2 separate regions of the Sus scrofa genome follow, and region 2 is linked to region 1. A link is a contact called in public HiChIP or PLAC-seq data. All regions are on one chromosome and are shown on one strand. Each heading gives the region's core, a stretch centred on a gene start, on an enhancer-like site or on the middle of the called end of the contact. The rest is flanking DNA. Distances are from core to core; before and after follow the strand shown. Region 1 holds the start of G6PD (glucose-6-phosphate 1-dehydrogenase). Region 2 has its middle 6.7 kb from the start of RPL10.

Region 1 (4,770 bases), core at 1,033-3,532:
TCATCTTTTCTCTAACTACAGCTACTCCAGCGCTAATTCCATCCAGACTCCCAGCTTTAACCCCCATGCATCAAACTCAGCATCTCAGGCTGGACATCTAATCCTCCTCTCAAAACTCACCTCTCCAGAACTGCACTGCTCACAGTCCCCAGAAGCCGGCTCCACCCACAGCCTCCCTTATTATTAGGTGACAGCACGTCCACCCTCCGGTCAGCAGGACACAACCTGGGAGTCCTTCTTGAGTCCTCTCTGGCCCTCAGGGCTCACGTCTAATCCATTGGGAAATCCCGTCAAAAGGTATCTTAGAATCTATTTGAGGACACTAAGCAATTAATGTTAACTTATTTTAGGTGTGATACTTGGTACTGTGGTTGTTTCTTTCAAAGTCCATTCTTAGAGATGCATCCTGAAACATTTACAGCGAAATTATAAGGTGCCTGGAATTTGGTTCAAGGTAATGGGGGACCTGCTCGGTATGTACCTGAGAAAAATGAAAACACAGGTCCACGTGAGACTGCTCTTAGCGGCCAAAGGGTGGAAATGACCTACATGTCCATCGACTGATGAATAAACACAATCTAGTACATTCCTACCCTACCATGTTAATAATATTGAGCAGGAGTGGCGCAGTGGTTAACGAATCCGACTAGGAACCATGAGGTTGCGGGTTCGATCCCTGCCCTTGCTCAGTGGGTTAACGATCCGGCGTTGCCCTGAGCTGTGGTGTAGGTTGCAGACACGGCTCAGATCCCACATTGCTGTGGCTCTGGTGTAGGCCGGCGGCTACAGCTCTGATTGGACCCCTAGCCTGGGAACCTCCATATGCCCGGGAGCGGTCCAAGAAATGGCAAAAAGACAAAAAAAAAAAAAAAAAAAAAAAAAAAAAAAAAAACACTGAGCAACACAGAGAAACAGCTCACAAGAAACCACATATTATGAGTCCATTTATGTGAACTATCCAGAATAGGCAAACATAGAGAGATGGAAAGACTAATAGATGCTTAGAACTGAAGTAGATAAGGTGATGGGTTGATGAAAATGTTCGAGAATGAATGGTGATGGTTGTGCAGGTGTGTGAATATACTGAAAAGCAGTGAATTGTTCACTTTCAATGGGTGAATTGTGTGGTATGTGAATTATATGTCAATAAAGCTATTTTTGAAAATAAGAGATTATGAGGGGTATAAATTAAGCAAAGGTAGCAACAGGTTGATAACTGTTGACGCTGGGAGGTGGGTACCTTGGGTTTATACTATCCTTTCTACTTTTGCACATCTTTGGTATTTTTCACAATAAAACGATCCGAGCCCCATCATCTCTCACCTGGATAACTGCAATAACCTCCTAGCAGATCACCTTGCTCCAACCCTTGCCCCCTACGTACAGTCTGTTCTACCCACCGCGCCAGAACAATCAGACCAAAAGGTAATTCCTACCACGTCTCTCCTCTATCCAGATCCCTACCATAGTTCCTCATGGCCCTCCGCCAAAAAGCCACAACCCGTACAACAAGATAGTAGGCCGTGCACTATCTGGTCCCCCATTGCTTCCTCTCTAACTATTCCCCCCTCGCTCACTCTATTCCAGGTATAGTGGCCTCCTTATGGCCCATTCATCCTCAAGTCACAGAACTGATATGAGGTCCGGCAGACATTAACCGTTGTGCAAAGTGAGCAAAATGAAGCGCATGAGGAAAGATGCTTAGCTGTCAAATTACCCTTGAGGCTTTTTTAAAGAACTTAACAACTTCAAATGTAGTCAAGTTCGATGAACAGAAAATGTCTCCGAAGTAGAATAGTCATCCACGAACTAGGGGTGTGGTCAGACTCCGCCGCGGCAGAGGAAGGAGAGGCGAAAACTGCCCCGCTCGTCGCCAGAGTAACCTGGGTCCTGAATTGGCCAGCCTCGGCGGGTGATCTAGAAGCGGGCGGCAGAACCGGGCCGGGGCCCAATAGGAGGGGAAAGCCTGGTCGTCCAGGGGGGGTCTCGGAGGTGGCGGAACGCCCACCAATAGTACCCTATCTTCGGAGAAGAGGACCACACCTGTCAGCAGAGTCGGTCCGACGTGAGAAGGGCGGGAGCGGCGGGTCCCGAGCGCTCCTCGGACCCCGGCGCTCGGAGAAAGTTCGGGTTCCGCGGTCGCCCTTCCCTTCTCGGGCTGCCAAATTCCCATTTCCTGCTTCCGGTGTCGTAGCTGTGGGATCCGGAAGTAAAACACTCACACTCCGCCCCCACCCCGCCCCCAGCAGGCCCGCGAGAGGCGCGAGGGAGACTTGTCCCCAGACGGAAGCCCGAGCGTACCAGGCTCGGCTGGCCCGTAGGACACTCTTCAATAATATGCGTCGCGACCCGCATTTCCCCTTGTCTCTCCGGCGGCGGCATCCAGCGAGCGGCAGGTCGGCTGCCCCGCCCCCACTAGGGGAGGAGCCACGACGAGGCTATCATGTGATAGGGCCAGTTTGATCGGAGTCGACGACCCGTCCAGTGAGGGGGCGAGGCTAAAGAGGGCCCCGCCTACAAGTGGGGTCGAGGGGCGTGACCACGCTGCCGGCGGAAGTGGAGCCCTTCTTGAGGGCGCAGGACAACCCCGGGCTGACGAGAAAGCCAGACTGTAGGGGCGGGGCCAGGCCAGGGATGGGAACGCGGGCGAGCTGTGGGGAGCTGCACACGGACTCGCGAAGCATCGGGGACACGGCGCAGCGGCGGCGAGGACAGCAGGGGGCCCGCAGCCCGGCGGCCGGCGCAGGTGCTCAAGGGGCGGAGCGGGTCAGGCCGGCAGGCCTCGCGCGGGAGCGGGGGGGGGGGGGTCCCACCGGCCCGAGATGCGCGCGCACCTGCCTCGCCCCGCCTCTCGGGGGAGGGGCACACGGAGGCCCCGCCCGCGCGCCTCGCCTGAGGCTGGTCAGCTCAGACCAGGTGCCCGCCCCCGCCAGTTAAATGGGCAGGCGGGGCGCAGCCCCAGGAAACTGCCGGGAACTCCGGGGCTGCGAGCGCGAAGGGCAGCAGCGGTGAAGCACAGGTAACTGAGTGGGCGAACGCTTTGATTTGCCACGCTTGGGAAGGGGGCAAAATCGAGAGGGTGTTAACTGATCTAACCGTCCCCTGCATACCCCCATTGGGCCCCTGAGGGGACCCCGAGAGGGGCGGGGATTGGCCGGGGTCTCCCAGCGGTGGTGGAGGAGGACTAGATCTACACTGTCAGCTGCTTGATCTAACTTGCTCCAGCTCATTGAGGAGCTTCCGCCTGAATCCTTGGTGAGATGGCCTTAGCAGGTGGTCCGATGTTCCAGCTTGGTGTTACTCCCCCAGAGCTGAGGCCCTCGTTGGAGTCCACTAATGCTTAGAGTAATGTTGTAATGTACACGCTGAAAGAAGGCTGTCTGGAGAGTATGACCAGAGCCAGCAGTTTCTCATCCCCCAACCATCCTGCTCGCAGCCATTCCCACCAAGTGGTTTCAGTAATCAGGCATCAGCTGGACGAGAGCCCAAAGGACTCCTCCAGAAAGGGGCCAGCCAGCTTCTCAGTGCTTTCCGGTTCTCCTGCCTCATCAATAAGTTTTTTTTCCTCCAGAGAGTACCATGGCAGAGCAGGTGGCTCTGAGCCGGACCCAAGTGTGCGGGATCCTGCGGGAAGAGCTGTACCAGGGCGATGCTTTCCATCAGTCGGATACACATATCTTTATCATCATGGGAGCATCGGTGAGTCTCCCCCAGGCCCCACATCTTAAATGCAGCAGACTTAGAGCAGGACATGGCTTAGGTCCCTTCCCTCTCCGTGCCTGGGCTCGCCCACCTGCTTGTTATAGGGCCTCTCCAGCTCTGCTTGGCTGGGCTCTCCCTCCTGCTCTTGCGCCACTATCACCCCAGCACCCCCTGGTGTAGGCGTATTGCAAGGCCTTGCTGAAGTCTGTGTGCAGCCATTGGCTGCAGCCTCATGCCCTGGAGCCCGGAGGTCCGCAGGGGCTGTGTGCTTGGACTTCCTCCTCCGTGGGGAAAAGTGAGAGGCAAACAGGGGAAGCTGTTCATTCTGGGAGTGTGTTTTCCAAACTCGCGTCTGACTTGGTAAACGGCGTGAAGTCAGTTTAGTTCCAGAGGTAGGATCTGAGGTCTGATCTCCACCTTGTGTCTGCCACGTCAGGTTCCGTGAGGACAAACACTCAACTTTGCTTTGAGCAGCATCTCTTTGCCCCAGCTTCTAGGGCCTGCTCAGGAGCTACGACCAGCCCCATTGTCTAGCCAGTGGACCTGCCATTTTGCTCTGATCAGAAAGGCCAAAGAGTAGACACAGAAGGGGGTGGCTCCTCAGAGAGCCATGACCCGCAGCCTAAACTCCCTCTGCATGCCGTGCCGTGCGACCCAAGCTCTCCCATGGGGCAAGACGCAGGCGGCCTGCTGGGGTTTCCTGTGCAAGTGATCTGTGTCCTCTTTTCCCTCTTAACCTTGGATGTGACCAAGAATCTGCTACCCGTGGCATCCACTGCTTTGCGGGTAACTTACTGTATAGACCTTGAGCGAGAGTCCTACCGGAACTCCTTAGCTCTTGACAGGGCAGGCCACTGTCCCTCTGTGCCTTCCACGCTGCTGTCCTCTCAGCTCTGGGGAACTCACCGCCTGCTCCCTGCCGACTTTGTGATTCTGGGCAGGACTTGGAAAAGGAGAGCCAGAAGGCGAAGGCTACCTTAAGCACTATCCCTTGAACCTTTGTCACCCGGCGACTGGGGGGTGCGCAGGAGGAACACACAGGGGGACAGGCTTATCCTGCACCCTGGC
Region 2 (5,402 bases), core at 1,601-4,100, 120 kb after region 1:
CTCAGTGGGTTAACGATCCGGCGTTGCCGTGAGCTGTGGTGTAGGTTGCAGGCGCGGCTCGGATCCCGCGTTGCCTGTGGCTCTGGCGTAGGCCGGTGGCTACAGCTCCGATTCGACCCCTAGCCTGGGAACCTCCATATGCCGCGGGAGCGGCCCAAGAAATAGCAACAACAACAACAACAACAACAACAAAAAGACAAAAAAAAAATAATAATGACTTTCCACCTAAGATACATAGCCAGGGAGTTCCCATTGGGGTGGCTCAGCAGAAAGGAATCCCACTAGTATCGCTGAGGAGGTGGGTTCGATCCCTGGCCTCCCTCAGGGGGTTAAGGCTCAGGTGTTGCCGAAGTCGCAGACGCGGCTTGGACCTGGCGTGGGTGTGGCTGTGGTGTAGGGTGGCAGCTACACCTCTGATTCGACCCCTAGCCCGGGTACTTCCATATGCCGAGGGTGCGGCCCTAAAAAATAAAAAAAAAAAAAAGTTGTATAACCCAGAAATCAATTGAGATTTTAATAAACTTGGTCATATAGAAATGCATAGCTTCTTGGTGTTCCCTGGTGGCTCCTCGGGTTAAAGCTCTGGCGTCATCACTGCTGTGGGTTCCGGTTTGATTCCTGGTTCCAGAACTTGTGCGTGTCAGGGGCGGGGCCAAAAGCAAGGATGAGCGTCTTGACATCGGAAAGCAAGGCCGAAAAGCCTGGTCTGTTATGACAAGAGACCGACTGAGGGAAGATGATTGCAACCTGTGGAACGAGGGACTAACAGCCCAACGAGTAGGGTGTGTGACAAGTAGGGTCTTTGGAGGAGGCGATTACATGGTGTGCATTAAATTTCAAGGCTGGAGTTCCCGGAGAGGCTCAGTGGAAATGGACCTGACCAGTCTCCATGAGGACGCAGGTTCGATCCCAGGCCTCGCTCAGTGGGTTGAGAATCTGGTGTTGCCGTGAGCTGTGGTGTAGGTCGCAGGCGGGGCTGGGATCTAGCCTTGCTGTGGCTGTGGCTTAAGGCAGCAGCCATGGCTCCGATTAGACCGCAAGCCTGGAAACCTCCATATGCCGCGGGTGCGGCCCTAGAAAGACGAAAGACAAAAAAAAAAAAGTAAGTAAATAAAAGAAAGAAATACAACTGTGTGAATACCTATGTTGGCAAGTCGGAAGGCAATCTGCCAGTCTCTCTGAGGGCTAAGCGTCCACCTCCGGGAGCGCCCAGCAATTGCACCGTGGGGCCTTTATGCCAAGGAAGCGGAAGCGGAAACCGTGTAGGCCCGCGAGCAGAGCAGATTTATTTGCGGAAGCCTAAACGTGGGAACAAGCGGCATGACCTTCGGGGGGTGGGTGAGTGAGTGCTTGGTGTGGACCCAGGCCTCCGGGCAGCAGTACAGAGGAAGCGCTGACCACTGACCCACGCAACCATCTGGATGGATGGCTCTCGAGGGCAGTGCGTGAGGGAGCACGCGCCCCCTCCAGGTGGCATCCTGCCGGGTTCCATTTATGTGCCGCAGTAACTGAGACTGGAGTTCTGGTTGCCAGGGATCGAGGGGGGGGAGGAGGAGGGGGGAGGCCGTGGCTATGACAGGTCAACAGGAAGGACCCTCAGGAGGGGACAGGCTGGACCTCGATCGCAGTGGGGGCCACCTGAACCCACACGCGTGACGAAACTGCCCGGAGCTACGCGCGTGCACACACACACACACACACACACATTCGGACACGCAACCGGGGACAAAACCCCGAGCAGCGCTCGCGAGGCACCCACGGCATCGCCTGGGAAGCGATCGCACTGGCTGTGCGACAGGCTGACGCAGCAGTACAGAGGAAGCGCGGACCACCGACCCACGCGCGAGGGGCTCCGGCCTCTCGGGCGTCTCCGTGTAACTTCCTGTGCGCTTCATTACTTCACAATACAAGTACACACCGGAAGCACACCAGCAGGGCTGAGCGTGCCCACGCCGGACCGCTCGCGCGGCTCGGCACGGAGAGGCCGGGCAGGACGTCCGGCGACCCGCAGCCCGCCGGGCCGCCCGCCGGTGAGAAAAAAGGGCCCGGGAGCCCAGCCCAGAGGGGCGCGGGGGCAGGCGGCCCGCCTTGTTCGCATTGGGCAGAAAGGGTGCCCGTCACACCACAGGGGCCGGGCCTCCTCGGCCGCCAGGGGGCCGGGCGCGTCCCGAGTCGAGCTTGGTCATTGGCGGAGCCGGCCGGAAGGGGCGGGTCGGAAGGCGGGGCCCCGCCCCTTGGTCACCGCCCTCGCTTCCCCGACCCCGCCCCTGTAGGTCCCGGGCGCGACCAGGCTGCCTTTTCCGCCGGACCCCGGGGGTCTTTGCCTTCCTCCGGGGAGAGGCCGACGGGAAGCGTCCAAAGAGGCCAAGCCCTGGGATGGCTTGGGGGCTCCGCCGGCGCCCCTCCCGCAGCTCCCAGAGGGACTCCCCTCCGGGTTCGGAGGGTGTCTGGCCCTCGCGATGGCCAGAGGCCGTGTATTGGGGGCCCCCAGGGGCCCGGTGAGAGGGGGAGGAGGCGGCCGCCGTCCCGCCAGGACGGCAGAGGGCAGGGTCACTGCGCCCCCGGCCCCGCCCAGCCCTGGCCTCTGAGGGCAGCCTGGCTCTGTGCTCCGGAGAGCTCGCCCCCGCCCCCCGCCTCCGCTCCCAGGGCCCCGAATGGGGCGCCCTCCCCCCACCCCCACTCCCACCCCTTTCCCGGCCCGCTGTGTTCCAGCGCCCCTGGGTGTGCCTGGGAGGGTTCTCGGTGAAGCCTGGATCCCCTCCTCCGCCGCTCCCCCGCCCCCCGCCCCGCAAACAGGCACAGACGGGTAGTATCCAGGGACAGGTGGGCAGAGCTGGGGCCAGTGCCTGGCGTCTGTCAGGGGTGTCCGCCAGGGCCCATGCTTCCGGAGGCGGGGACAGCGGGAAGTCACAAAGTGTTCCCCGTGTCGCTTGACAGGTGTGGCCTGCTGGGCGGGAATCCTGCCCCAGCACGCCGGTTCTCCCGGACAACCTGGGGTTGCAGCAGCCATCAGTGCCTGCCTGCCTGCCCGCCTGCCTCTCACCCGGAGAGGTCAAGGTGAGCCCGCAGAGAAAGCTCCGGTGTCTCTAGAAGCGGGCGAGCTGCGGAGCGCCCCCTCCCAGCGGTTGTCACGCTGGAAGGTGCGTGGGAACACCTGGAGGGCTCGTTCCAAGCCAGGTGGCCGCCGGGCCCCACCCCAGAGCCTCTGATCCTGCAGCTCTAGGGTGGGGCCTGAGAGGTGGGGACTCCAGCAAGCTCCTGGGTGATGCCCGTGCCACCGCCGCTGGTCCGGGGACCCCCCCCACCCCCCCGTGCGAAGCACTGCTCTGGAGGTGGTGGCTCCTAGGTGTGTGCCCCCTGCCCTACCCCGGACCGGCTCCTTTGCGGGGTCCCCAGGGCCTTGGGAAATGGCGGGGGGGGGGGCCGCCTCTCGCGAGAGCAGCGCGGCTGTCATCGCCACCCCTCCCTGCCCCGGGGGCCCTGGAAGGTGCCTGGCCGCCCACCGCCCGCCAGGGCAGGATGAGGCGTCAGGTCTGTGCAGGCGCTGGGCTGATAACATCTGGACGCTGGGAGGCGGGGGCGGAGAGGAGAGTTGGGCCTGGGGCCTGGAAGCTCTCCCTGCCGAGGCCCAGGCAGAAGAGCCGACTGCCCAGCCGGGCTCGGGGACGGGAGGGAACATGCGCCCTGAGACCCAGAGTGCGGGTTTGGGGGCGTGTGGCGACGAGATCGGGGCGGCGGCGGGGGGGGGGCGTGTGCCCGGAAACGAGGCGCTGGCGGTCGTCTGGTCTGTGGGTGCGGCCAGCCCTCTCCGGCGGGTGGGAAGCCGCGGCCTTTCCTGCCGGACGCTCCTTCCTCACCAGGAGGGTCTCCCAGCCCCCGGGCGATGCTGCCCGGACCTGCTCGATGCCCAGCAGCACCGCCCACCGCCCACCGCCCACCCCCCGGGCCGGCCGGTCCTGGCAGCGGCTGGTCTTTGTCCGGCTCTGGGCCGGCCCGCTGTGCGGTGGGGGCGGCAGAGGAAGCGCCGCGCGTCTCCAGCCGGCATTCGAGCCCGGGGTGCGCAGCTCGGGGACCCCAGCAGCCGAGCGAGTCCTGGCTGTAGGGTCGGACGGCGGGGTGGCCCTGGGCCCCCGTTTTCTGCATTCCCCTCTTCCCCCGCACCCCCGGCGCCCCGTCATCATCATCGGGCATTTCCCTGACGGCGGGTTCAAGCTGGCTGTACGTCGTGATAGGAGCCCTGAGTCACATCTCGCTACTATTTTTTCCCCGCTTTGTCACTCGTCTCTCTGTGGTGTGGGGTTTGTGCTTGGTCACACGATTCCAGGGTTTGTGTCATCGGACTTTGCAGGCTTTTCCGAAGGGCTTCTGGGGTTTCTCCGGGGCTTGTTGGCCTGCCACTGACTTAGCGGGGCGCCGCCTCCTTCGAAAGTCACCGAGCGTTCGTTACCCGTTGCTGCATCACACGTCTACCCCCAGGAGCCGCGCAGCGCGGCCGGCGCTCGAGGTCTCGCAGGTGTCTGAGGGCCAGGGTCCTGGAGGGCTTGGCTGGGGCTCCTGGCTGGAGGTGTGTCACAGGCTGCCGTCGAGGCATCAGTCGGGGCCAGTCTGGTCGGCCTGGGGCAGGGGCTTGGGGGAGGGGAGGCTCTGCTTCCAGGATCGCTGGCGGGGCTGTGGCGGGGCCGGGGCCTCCCCACCGGGCCGCTGGGGGCCGGGCTCCCCCAGAGCCAGCGATCTGGGCGAGACAGAGCCGCCCCCGGGGCCAAGGCACGGTGCCGGTCTGATGACTTCACCTCCAAGTGACCCTCCCTCCCCTCGGCTGGATCTTGATGGGTCACACAGGCCCAAGCCGGGAGCAGTGCAGGAGGGCCCGGCCAATGAGAAGGCTCCAGGGAGCATCCTTGCTCCTGAACCTGGCGCGGGAGGGGCTCCTGGTCCGCGCAGGCCCCTCGGGAGCGGGACCCTGTCCTCCGTCTGCGTGGGGGTGGCAGGTTCCAGCCCCCGGGACCAAGACAGGCAGGGCGTGTCACCCTTAGATGGTCGCGGACAGGACACACGAAAAGCCAGAGAAAGAACATGTGACCGAGCCCCTGCCTGGCCCCCACGGCCCGAGGTGTGTGCCCCCTGCCCTCTGCCCTTGCGGAGGAGCTGGCAGCCCTGGTGGCACATGGACGATCCCGGGGCTGGTTGGCACCTGGAGCCGCAGCTGCAGGCCTACGCCACAGCCGCAGCCAGGCCGGGTCCTTAACCCACTGAGCGAGGCCACGGATCGAACCCACGTGCTCCTGGAGACTATGTTGGGTCCTTACCCCGCTGAGCTACAGTGGGAACTCCCAGGGAGCTCTTTCTTATCCCAGCAGCCCACGCGCTGCCAGTGCCACCTCCGCCCGCACCCTGGCCTGGGC

Evidence for each region. HiChIP or PLAC-seq counts read pairs in DNA pulled down with a chosen protein or histone mark.
Region 2: an H3K27ac HiChIP or PLAC-seq map of skeletal muscle shows a contact between it and region 1, with 3 times the contacts expected there. The contact joins the enhancer-like site here to the promoter of G6PD in region 1. A contact is called at or near these places in 2 of 5 promoter capture datasets (fetal liver and liver), 10 of 47 Hi-C or Micro-C datasets (alveolar macrophages, blood, fetal liver and 4 more) and 2 of 2 datasets of contacts at active chromatin or transcription factors (alveolar macrophages and skeletal muscle).

The regions. Positions count from the first base shown.
Region 1 is chrX:125,038,552-125,043,321 of Sscrofa11.1, reverse strand. G6PD (glucose-6-phosphate 1-dehydrogenase) reads left to right here and starts at 2,282. Exons shown (of 13, transcript XM_021080744.1): 1 at 2,282-2,746; 2 at 3,572-3,699. The coding sequence starts at 2,635. It also overlaps a transcript of IKBKG not described here.
Region 2 is chrX:124,917,874-124,923,275 of Sscrofa11.1, reverse strand. No RefSeq gene overlaps it. Among named protein-coding and RNA genes, the nearest start is that of RPL10, 6.7 kb to the left of the region's middle. Within about 2 kb of position 2,850, at least 25 of the 83 cell types and tissues checked have an H3K27ac peak or open chromatin away from gene starts, as enhancers often do. A contact at or near this core is called in alveolar macrophages, fetal liver, retroperitoneal adipose tissue and 2 more, where this site is marked.